Linked DNA regions of Mus musculus: region 1 is linked to region 2. A link is a contact called in public promoter capture Hi-C data. All regions are on one chromosome and are shown on one strand. Each heading gives the region's core, a stretch centred on a gene start, on an enhancer-like site or on the middle of the called end of the contact. The rest is flanking DNA. Distances are from core to core; before and after follow the strand shown. Region 1 holds the start of Slc10a5 (solute carrier family 10 (sodium/bile acid cotransporter family), member 5). Region 2 has its middle 5.7 kb from the start of Gm33169.

Region 1 (5,803 bases), core at 528-3,027, 670 kb after region 2:
CTCTGAACGGGCATTTCTGTTGAAAAGCCAAATGCTCCAGGGAGGTAGCCACTGCTTTTCTGATCAGGATAGACATCCACCACCACACCATCAGGTCTTTTGTAAATCATGCTTTTTGTACACTGGACTTAGTGACATAAGAAAGAACAGATTTGGTTGTATCAGCCCAAAACACTATAGGCAAGAACACTGACAGGAAAATGTTAAACCATTTGGATTAGGCTAGGTTAGGGTAATGTATAATACACATGCAAACACATACACGTGCACACATGTAACATGTTATACGCACCTGTATGTCACACACACATATATAAGACATACACATACAGGTACTAGAAGAAATGATCTCCTCACCTCCCATGTCAAGCTTTTAACCAGCTTGAAGGTGACTATAGTGCATCTGCTGTACATTTTAAACTAGAGGAGTTTTTTCATATTCTGTGCTAAGGGATGGCCTTCTCTTAGCCTTGTAGACCAGAAGGAGCAGTAACATTTCACAGCTGGAACACATGGCTACTGTAAAGGGGGCTACGGAGGCTTCGTGTGCCTTGGGCTGGGAAAAGGAAAGCTGAATGATGGCCAGAGCTAAGAAACTATTCAACATCCCAGTTTCGAGAGCAACCGTCTTGCAAACAGGAAGAGGCAGCAAGTAGACTTTAGCCAAGGAATAGCCAAACAAAAGGCCCAGTGCAGGAACCAGAAGCCCCAATAGAAACACCTCTAGGTTAGCCATTCTCAGAAACACTAGTCCCATCCGGAAAGCCAAGTAGATGCCCACGAACATTAAAGTCAAGCTCAGAGGCCGCACTACTCTCTCTAAACAGATTGCTTTCGCAGGCATCTTGTGTTTAATGATGACACCAGTCGACATTGGCATAAGTATGAAAAGAAGAGTAGACACAATCTTTAACACAGGGACGTGAAATGCACCTGCTAAGCCCAGTAGCCGACTGTAAAAGTATGAGTTGACAGGCATCATGATGAGGGCCAGGGACGTTGATGTGCAAGTCATCAAAATGGCCAAAGTGACATCCCCTTCCAGAAGGAGAGCAAAGAGATAGCCCCCACCTCCTCCTGGGCATGTGCAGGTCATTACAAATCCAAAAGCCTGTGCCTTAGGCAAGCCCAAAATCTGAGACAAGAGAAAGCCACAGAATGGCATAAGAAAAAACTGTATAACCACCCCAAGAAGTATTGGCAAAGGTCTCTTCCACACTGTTTGAAGCACCTGGAATTCAATCTTGCAGCCAAAGGCACATTTATTTAAAAGGATCATCGATAAGACAAGCAGGAAGATGGAGCTATCGACATGGATTGGTGCCTGGAGGAGGCTGTCGTCCGTCTGTCTGAACACTCTCACTCTGACATTCTTTAGCTCGTCGATGAGTGTTGTTTGCCTACCTTCAGACTCCCAGAGCTGCAGGGTCACATTGGTCTCTCCTGGGAAAGTCTTCAGGTTGACGGTAAAGTCTGTGACAGCCAGGGAGGTCTTGGTCACATTCACCACCTGCAGCACTTTAGGATCCTCTAACTTCACGAGCAGGTAGCTGGAGTGAGGCTGTTTGTCTTTATAGCTGGACCTTACAACGATGTTTTCTTCCGTCCTTGTAAAGGACAGCATTTCTGTATTTTGTATATTCAGAAAACTGAGAAATGACTTCTTCGCTTCTCCTGGGGTCACCAACAAAAGTAGAAATATAAAAAAATTGCCAGACATTTTGAAAGTTTAAACAAACCATGTGTGCCTACCCAGTTTTAGTAAAAACCAAAAGACTATTTTTCTTACAGTTCTTCACTCACTAAAGACGTAAGTGTGAGTTAGGTAACAGCTGGGTTTGGTTGGTCAAAGTCCAGGAGGAGGAGGGACCGTTGTACTTCAAACCAGTATAAAACTATCTAGTGAGCAAGCGACACAACCAGTTTAACTTGTAGTTAAGAAAACATAAAAATAAACCCTTGTATTTAACAGGTGTCACTTACCACAAACAAAAACCTAATCTCTCTTCCTGACTTCCTTATTAACTAAGGATAAACACTTAGAGTTATTACTTTTTGGGTCTCTTTGGTCCTCAGGAAATTATAAAATAAAAGCAGCCGGGGGAACAAAACAAACAAACAAACCCCCTAAGTCAGATAGATACTATAACTTGGGGATCAGTATGATTATTCCATCAAGTCAGAGTCAAATTGCCTAACTACATGCTGGTGTGACAGGAGAGTGTGTGGTCGGAGAGAGGGGGACAGGGAGAGGGAGCAAGAAAGACAGAAGTAGTGAAATTGGTATATGAAAGAAGCCAGTCAGCTGAAAGACTGAAGTCCCTTCCTAACCAAGTCTGTCTTGTAACAAAGCATGCAACAATCAACAAATAAATGTGTCCCCCTCCCCACCACATTCTGCACTTTCTCTCCTGTCACATCAGCACGTGGTTAGGTCATTTTGACTCTGATCTGATGGACCAGTCTTACTGCTACAGTGACAAATGTGCCAATCTGTTCTCAACAGGCCCCACCACTGAACTTCTAACCTTTGTCTAGTTACTCTAAGCTCACTTGCACCTTGGGATTGATTTCTTTGTAAACTATCTTTTCCTGCCAGCATCTCTGTGTCCACTCCTGCTCCACTTCCTTGTTCAGGGGTACAACCAGAAATTGAAGCCGGTGCCCTTTGTACCCTAATTCATACCTACAACACTGGGCCCCTAAAGTAAGAGCCACATTGACCCAGGTTAGTCATGTGGCTGTCATCATTATCTATGTTGGCTGGCCTTGAGAGCACCCTGGATGCTAATAGTTCTAGAGTTCTAGAGCAATTCTACCAGGCAAAACAACACTTGCTGTCTGTAAGCAGGAAGGGTCACCAGGTAACTTAAGAACATAAAGTGCGGGAGGCAGAGGCAGGCGGATTTCTAAGTTCGAGGCCAGCCTGGTCTACAAAGTGAGTTCCAGGACAGCCAGGGCTACAGAGAAACCCTGTCTAGACAAACAAAAAACAAAACAAAACAAAAAAAACCAAAAACCAACAAAACAACAACAACAAAAAGAACATAAAGTAGTCAAAGGTATAGCCCAACTAAGTGGCTGCTGCTATTGGGCATTTGGAATTTGATGGTGGAAAGGTACTGGCCCAGTCTTTCTTTGTAACATGACTCACTGTGCACAACTGGGTGGGTCATGGGCAGCAGTCAATTGACTCGACTGTGCCTCAGCTTCCATGGATGAGGGAAAGCTAGCAATTTCCCACATGAGAGGATGCCACAAAATAAACCCTCTACTACCTACCACTACTAAAATGGCTATTCTAGTTCCCCCACCCCTATGTGTGTTTATGTGTCTGTGTCTGTGTGTGTTAGAATAAAAAGTAATGAGTTTCATCATGGCATTTTCACAATTGGACAGATTTTCTTTTTAATGGCTGTGTTTGTAGGTTAATTTTTCAAATATGGTAGACTTCAGTATCATAAATTTACTTCCACGTAGGGTAAGAGATTAGCACACATTTACCAATGGTGAGAACAGGGAATAAGACTACTCAGTGACACCAGTTAAATTCCCAAGGACCCTCACCCCCACTCCCCCCTCACCCCCACTCCCCCCTCACCCCCACTCCCCCCTCACCCCCACTCCCCCCTTACCCCCACTCCCCCCTCACCCCCACTCCCCCTCACCCCCACTCCCCCTCACCCCCACCCCCCCTCACCCCCACCCCCCCCTCACCCCCACTCCCCCTCACCCCCACCCCCCCCTCACCCCCACTCCCCCTCACCCCCACTCCCCCGTAGAACAGAGTCTGACTTAAGGCTCTGGCTGTCCTGGATCTCACTTGAGATCAGGATGGTCCTGAACTCAGAGCTCCACCTGCTTCTGCCCCTAGTGCAGCACCACAGCCTGCTTCCCAAGGAGCTTTAAAGAGACAAAGCCCCTAAGCCCGGGAAGGCTAAAGTGGGACCGCCACAGGGTTAAGGCCAGCCTGGGGTACAGAGTAAATGCTTGTCAAATGAATAAAGAGCCACCTGAAGATATCTCAGTGGGTAGGGGCACTTGCTGCCAAGGTAAACACTTGACTGTGAGCCCCAGAACACATAGTAAGAAAGAACCCACTCCCACAAGTTGTCCTCTGACTACACACACATGTTGTGGTGTGTGTCCCCACACACCAAAACTAAATCTAACTTAAAAAATAAAGTGTATGCTTTTCCCCCCAAGCACTTTATCTAGTGTTTTTGTTTTTTCTTTCAGTTTTTGTTTCCTAACCCATCTTCTGAAGACTTCAGAACAAAAAACCTGATGAATGTAGATAAGACGAATCCTATTATCCAGTTTTCTCATGCATTTTCTGTTCTTTAGACTGGTGATCGTTAGTATCAAAGCATTGTTTCAACGGTTCACCCACACTCCTCTCCTATGCTGCATGGCTTCCCTTGCAGCACGTGAACACCAAGTAAGATAGGGACACTGTAAGCCTACCATTTCATTAGGCAACTTAATGTGAACCTGAGATTTCTGCCCTTCAGAGTGTTTATTTGGACATAGGGAGGTAGGGGACTGAGATTCCACCCACACCTTGTTCTCTTTAGATTATTAACCTGCCAATGCTTAGTGCCAAGGATGCTCGCTCATCCTGACGTCCTCCAGCCCCGTGGGCTCCATCCCTAGGACGGGCCTAGCTTATGGACTGTGTACTCACTGTCGTAGGTTCCTCTCTGGATAGACTTGTCTCTCATCTGCTCACTGGGAAAAGACATTTTTCATCCTTTCTAGGTGTCAATTCCAGTCAGCCTCGGTTGTGAGTAGCCCTGGCGCTATTTGAAATCTGATGTTAATTTAACTAATCTAAGAGGGGCTGTCTGGAGGAGTGAATCACGTATCCAGGACTTCATGTGACCTTTCTAATCACTGGGTGAGTAGGCGGGACTTCTGGGTAAGAGGCAGAAGAGAGATAGGGGCTTTTGATCAGGGAGAGTGGGAGGCAAGATGCAGCTACAAGTGACCCCTGGAGGATTTAGAATTAATACGGCTAACAAGATTAGGATGCTAGTTGTTGCGCCCAGTGATTGAGTTAGCATTGATTCTGAACTAAGTTTGTGTGGTGTTTTCCTTCACAAGGTGGCTCAACTGGGTTCCAGAGAGAAAGATATGGCAGCAAAGTGTGGCTTTGCGAGAAGTGCACCCCAAAAAGGCTATGGGAATTTTCAAGTGTGGGGCTGGCGTGGTATTAACCCACCAGTGGGAACTTAGCAAGCTGGATGGAGAGATTTCGGAGCTCTGAGGCAGAGTCTCCACGAGATGAGAACAGGCCAGCCATGCCTGCCTGTGCCAGGCCTGCCAGCCCTCCAGGGCCTGCTGGTGTAGTGTGAATTGAATTTTTTAATACTTCCTGAAACAAGCCTCGCCTGCCATCTTCTCAGTAGGTATTATTTTTCTGGCATATTCAATTTTCATTCAATTAGAGGTGCTGGCCACCTACTAGGTCCAAAATGGAGATTAAAGTACTGCTTGGTATTAAAACTTCTGGTATCTCAAAAAAAAAAAAAAAGAAAAAAAGAAAGAAAGAAAGTAAGTTCCAGGACAGCCAGGGCTTTACAGAGAAATTGTGTCTCGAAAAATTAAAAAAAAAAAAAAAAAAAAAAGGTGATTTCTAACTCTAGTTTGATAGTTTCCAATAAAACAGCTCTTGTAACATGGCTATACTGCCTATTCACTTATCTGCAACTTGCCTTACAACTCTGTCTGCTAGTTCCAAGTTTATCTTCTGCCTAAGTGTGGCTTCTTGTGCCCACATTGGCAATCAGACACTTTTGTT
Region 2 (5,721 bases), core at 2,752-5,251:
CTCTTTCACATAGATAGGACTCAATAATGGAGGTTGGAGTGGTCCCTGAAATTTTGTTAGCAAAGCAAACAGGAAGCAAGCTCACCCCCCCCCACCTTCTGTCTGAGGAGGGTTGGCATCTGCTGACTTCTTGTCAATATTTACTTTCCTGGTCACATGAGCAGACGGAGGATGAGTCATGGTTAACTGACTGCTAAATTAAGAAAATGTAACCAGTGTGATTTCTTTAAAGCACGTTCCCCAAAGCCAGAACCTTCCCGCCACAGCTGCAGCCCCGCCATGCCCTCAACAGCAAAGGTACTCCTCAACACTGCTAAACTGGCGAGCTGTGGGTAAGCAAGTTAAGGATTGGCCTTCTCTTAAGCGCTGTAGCGTCTGAGGATATTCATCTTTGCCTACTAGTGCTGAGCTTCTCCACGGTGACTCCACTCACACTGACTCTTCCCTGTTCCCCAAACTGAATGAAATGGGGTACATCACATTGGGCGCTGCCATTTCTATCAAGCCACAAGGTACTCCTCGACCACTAGCAGTCTCAGAACTGTGGTCCCGTCAGGAACCTACTGAGATACTTGGTGACTTCCTCATGTTACAGACAAGAGACACAGGGGACCAGCAAGGCCAAAGCAGGTTCATAGCCTCGCTTCCAGCCCAGATCTCTGCTAGGAAACCTTTCTCCTGAAGAACAGTGCCACACAGGAAGCCCAGGCTGCAAAGCATGGCATGATGACAGTTCCATCAACAGCTAAGCAAGGATCACCACACAACCCAGCAAGCTCTCATCCCTCAAGGACCAGGCAATGGTTCACCATGCGGCCAGAGAGGGCTCAGTAGGTACAGGAAGACCTCAGTTCAACCTCATTAAGACCCAGGTTTTAAAAAAGCCAATCCACCAACAAACACCTTTAATCCTAGCACTCTGCCAGGGAGGCAGAGGCAGGAGGATGTCTGAATAAGAGACCAGCCTGGTCTACAGAGTGAGTTCCAGGACAGCCAGGGCTACACAGAGAAACCCTGTCTTGGAAAAACACACAAACAAAAACAAGATAGATGACCTGCAAGGAAGGCAGCTGAAGTTGCTTTCTGACTTCCACAGGTGCAGGCCTGCACACAACAGAGGAGGGGACGGGGTGGGGGCTGGGGTGTGGGGTTAACCTGAGACAGCATCTTCCACAAGTGTGACCTTTTCGGTGCGCTTCAGTTCACACAAGCAGGCAAACCTCAGGTTCACTCTTAGCAGCCAGGCCATTTCCCAGGGGAAGGGCCACATCAGCTGAAGAAGGGCCAGGCCTTTCCCTGCAGTTCAGCTTCATCAGGTCTGTACTACCCATACCCAGTCCACTCCCTTTTCAGATTTGCTGACTGTACTCAGACTTCAGTTTCTCATCTTTCCCAGATGAAGTGATGAGGTCAGACACTTGGGTCTCTTCACACAGACACTAGGTCACCTGCTTCTTGCTTTATTTTTATGGAATGTCACACTCTTTGGATACCATTGGTGATTTTTTTTCTCCAGATGAATGGCATTGTGGGTCCTTCCATCCTGGAATTTTGGCACAGGCTAGTGCATGGGCAGGAGTAGGCCTTAGTAACATGGGGCAGTATAAGGGGAAACCCTCTTGTGTCTAGTCACTATTAGGGCCCAAGGATCACCAAAGGAAGACCCCAGACTCAAATAGTATGCAAAGACAAAGATGTTTTATTCTGCAGAAATTAGCAACATGCAGGGGTCAGATAGTCATCAAAAATGGTGACGACCAGAAAGGCTTATAAACCTCCCTTTAATGCAAGGCTAGGGAAACTTACAGAAGGATTAAGTAGCCTCTACTATGATCCGTAGGGCAAACCAGTGACATCAGTACAGTTTGGATTGGTTACTAAGGTTTATTATATTTACTGAGACCTTGAAGAGTTTCAAAGACCAGCTAAGTTTTGGCCTTGCTATCTCCTCCAGCCAGGTGTCCCCGGAGCTGACTCCACTCCAGACTCATCCTCCCTAAGTCAGGGTTGTCACTGACCAACTGCCCATTGCCAGTGGCTTCCTCTGAGCAGACCAGTTTGCTTCCTGGGGAATTAGAAAGTTTCATTCCCAAGGTTTTTGGGAATTATCGTCTTCACCCGGTCCATGCTTAGTATCCAGCATCATGTCAGAGGTGCGTTTTGATACAGTCACTAAGTAGGTCTGACGCACCCCCCAGGGGCAGATGCCAGCCTTGGGAACAGACAGAAAGCACCTTACCCAAGCCTTCACATCACTGAGGCCAACACTCCCTTTGACAGATAACCAGTGTTTCCCTGGTGTAGATGGTTCCTGCCCTTGAAGGAAGCAGAGACCAATATCCTTAAAATGATAAAAGCCCACTCTTGGACTATGGAAAAGACACAATTAAGTGTTCCCAGACAGCTGTGGCCAGTTTGTAAAAAAAAAACCAGCTTCTGCGAGCACAGTAAGTTTCTTCCCCCAGGTCAGAAAGGTCCCTTTCCAGCTGGTGCCCCGCTGTCTGAACAAAGGTCGTCAGGTTTGAAGGACGGCATTCCTTCACCCTCTCATGGAATGCCAAGGCTTAGAAACCCCACTTGTGGTTTTTTCCTTTATAAACACTCTTCACTTAGACCTGGGGTTTACTCTCCTTCATGTTCCATCAGGAAGGTCAGTGGCCCAAGCTCAAGCTTGAATAAAGACCCTCATGTGATTTCAGAGGGTTGTGATTCCTGGTGGTCTCTTCCGAGTTTTTACAATCTGGGTACAACACTGGCTTATAAACAGCTTTTAGAGAGGATACGGCCTGAGAGGCACAGATAATGGAAGGTGAAAGCCTGAGGCAGGTTTGAGTTTGGAAGTGACAGACTGACACCACCATTTACAAGGTCTCCACTCTCAGAACAGTTGAAGTTGACAGTGTGGTGTAGACGTCCCTGCTTCCTGCTTGGGCATGGGTGTCATCTTTTCTTCGCTCCCTACCAGGACTCGTAGGGATTGTTGCAAGGGTGAAACAGTCTTGCCACAAATGAACAATCCCACAGCAGTGGTGAGGGTGCGGTGGTTTTACTTTCTTCCCCTCTAAGGAGATGCCTGGATTAGCCCACAGGAACGATATACAATTTTTAATGGCAATTTGAATTTTTAACATTTGATTTGTTTGTTTGAAGCAAGATTCTTTATATCCCAGGCTGGTCTTGAACTCACAATGTAGCTGAGAATGACCTTGAACTCCATCTTCCTCCTACCTTGCAAGGTGTGGGAGGAGTGCTCCACTGTCTGGAGCACAGACATGTGCCACCAGGCCCTGGACAGGCAAGTGTTTAGATGTATTTTTAATCATTTTGGAAACTAGGAATCTGCATAACTTCGGTCAGTTAGGGGAACCCCTAACGTCCCTAATGGTGGAGGTTTTCGAAAGCCTAGTTATCACTCAGAGCTCATCAGAAGTGTAGTGGGATACTGTGGCCCATCCCTGTCATCTCAGGTCCCTGGAGCCAGAGGCAGGAGGAGGGTTGAGATTCTGAGTCACTCTAGCAGTCACGGCTACACAGTGAGCCTATCTTAAAAATTCTATGTGCTACCCTGACCGGCCTGGAAATATTGGTAAGTACATTAGCTTATCCTCAAAAGTTGCCACCGTGGGTTTAGGAAGAAGACTCTGTGAGCAAGAGCTTTGCTCTGCAAGCATCAGGATCAGAATTCAGATCCCCAACACCCACTATTTCTTTAAAGCTAGTTGTCACCATGCCCTCATATAACCCCAGTTCTGTGTAGGGTGGAGGCAGGAGGATTACTGGGCATTTTGAGCCATTGGCCTAGCTCTAGGCTTGGTGAGCGACCCTGTCTTGGGGATGGGGGGAAGATAATAGTAGAAGTACACCTTCTGGCTTATATACATGCACAGGTACTACACACACACACACACACACACACACCTCCTGGCTTCTTACTCCTTGCAGACCTGACAAGTGAAAAACATGCTCTTTCCTCAGAGCAGTTCAAGCATTTGAGCAATATTGTGCAAGAGGAAAGAACCCTGTTTGTTCTTCCCACAGGGGACTCTTGGACTTTGGTTCCCTGAGCATCTTCTGAGTCTGGAAAGTTTCCAGGTGGCAGAGAACAGGCAGAGACTCTGGGAAGGAGAAACAGTCTGCTCAAGACTTGGCAGAGCTCTTTGGTCGGAGCCCCTGCCAGCTACTCAAAGTTCAAGGAACTTGACAGGCAGAGGCTGTTTGAGGAAGACTTGAACCTACTGGTTCATCCATCTCACGCCTAGCTGTCTGTCTTATTGGGTGGGGCTGGGGGAGCCGGGGATGGGGTGGAGTTGGGGGGTATCTTCTTTCTGATGAGGTTCAACAATGGCATTTACCCTGAACTACAGCAGGTCTTGGGCCTTATGGTCTCCCAGTCTATCAGCCTCATAGTGCCTGGAAGGATAACCCAGTCAGTCAGTCAGTCATTCAGTCCGTCCATCAGTCACTGTCTGTCTGTCTGTCTCTCTGTGTGTATGGTGTGTGTGTGTGTGTGTGTGTGTGTGTGTGTGTAAGACAGACAGCTATAAAGATTTCCAGCAGACTGTGACAGTCTAGACTAGTAAGATAGTTGATTTAATTCTTTGTCCTGAGAGGATTAGTGATTTATTTTGTTTTTAACTGTCTTTCAACCCAAGAGAGTAAGAAAGCGAGGGAAACTGTGCCTATATGCTAGGCTTGGAAGATCAGCCAACTTCAGTTATTATAGTAGCAACAGGAAGCTTAGCGTTCTGAGGGTCAGAAGGCGGCACATATACATGAAAAGGATGGTGCCAACCTAAAGAGCCAGTATGTTCTGCTGATAGGCACTGAAAAAAATATTTGTCCAAAGATAGTGGATTCCATAGCTGCTCTTCATGTAGATGCAAGATTACATGGTTTCCTGGAGCCAAGACCAACTTTGACTTAGGCAGGAAAGATTCCAATTATGGACCTAACTACATGATTCAGAACATGTTAATGTTGCTTGGAATTGCTTTTCTCTCCATAAAGTGAGCCCCTTATTTATAGGAGAGTAGAGGATTGCAGTAGAATTCTAGGCACTAAACTAATTGCTGATTTGGGGCCTGGTAAGATGGCTCATTGGGTAAATTGCCTGCTGTCAGCCTGGGACATGAGCTCTGCCCTCTGGAGCCGCATGGTGGGAGGAGAGAACCAATTCTAATCTCCGAGTGTATACACCCCTCCACACAATAAATAAATAAATAAATAAATAAATAAACTAAACAATGTAAAATAGCTTTTCTCACTGAAATGTTACTTGGACCACAATAAAGAGCCCCTTCTCCAGAGGTGAGAAGAAACTTTCTCCTTTCTTTTAAAAATTACATTTATTTGCTTATTTATTTCCTGAGGACAAGTTGCAGTGGCCAGTTGTCTGCATCTGCCATTGGGTCCCGGGAATTCAGCCGGGGTCTTCCAGCCGTATCCTTAGCCACCTTCCTGGCTCCTCTTCCTTCTTTTCCAGACACAGCGGGGCACCCCTGGGTCGCCCTCTGTATGTACTTTTCCCGTGTGGCCCAACACAGGCTTCCATGTGTGCTTGTGAAAGGCCTGAGAACCAAAGCCGCTCATCTTCTCCTGAGATGTGCTGATTTACTTATGCTCACTCGTTTTGTCCATAATTCACATTGCTTTTAGAAACCTGTGGATAACTGAATCTCGGGTGCAGAGCCTACCTGGCCTTTCACAAAGCAGAGACAGCAC

What was found. Promoter capture Hi-C pulls out the DNA fragments that hold promoters and counts their contacts.
Region 1: a promoter capture Hi-C map of the C10 cell line shows a contact between it and region 2. The contact joins the promoter of Slc10a5 here to the enhancer-like site in region 2. A contact is called at or near these places in 4 of 39 promoter capture datasets (the C10 cell line, embryonic stem cells and liver), 1 of 15 datasets of contacts at CTCF or cohesin (the NIH/3T3 cell line) and 3 of 115 datasets of contacts at active chromatin or transcription factors (large pre-B cells, pancreatic cancer cells and stem cell-derived neural progenitor cells).

What each region holds. Positions count from the first base shown.
Region 1 is chr3:10,333,879-10,339,681 of GRCm38.p6, forward strand. It overlaps Slc10a5 (solute carrier family 10 (sodium/bile acid cotransporter family), member 5), which reads right to left and starts at 1,778. Exons shown (of 1, transcript NM_001010834.2): 1 at 1-1,778. The coding sequence starts at 1,720. The coding sequence ends at 416.
Region 2 is chr3:9,665,915-9,671,635 of GRCm38.p6, forward strand. No RefSeq gene overlaps it. Among named protein-coding and RNA genes, the nearest start is that of Gm33169, 5.7 kb to the left of the region's middle. Within about 2 kb of position 4,002, at least 18 of the 459 cell types and tissues checked have an H3K27ac peak or open chromatin away from gene starts, as enhancers often do.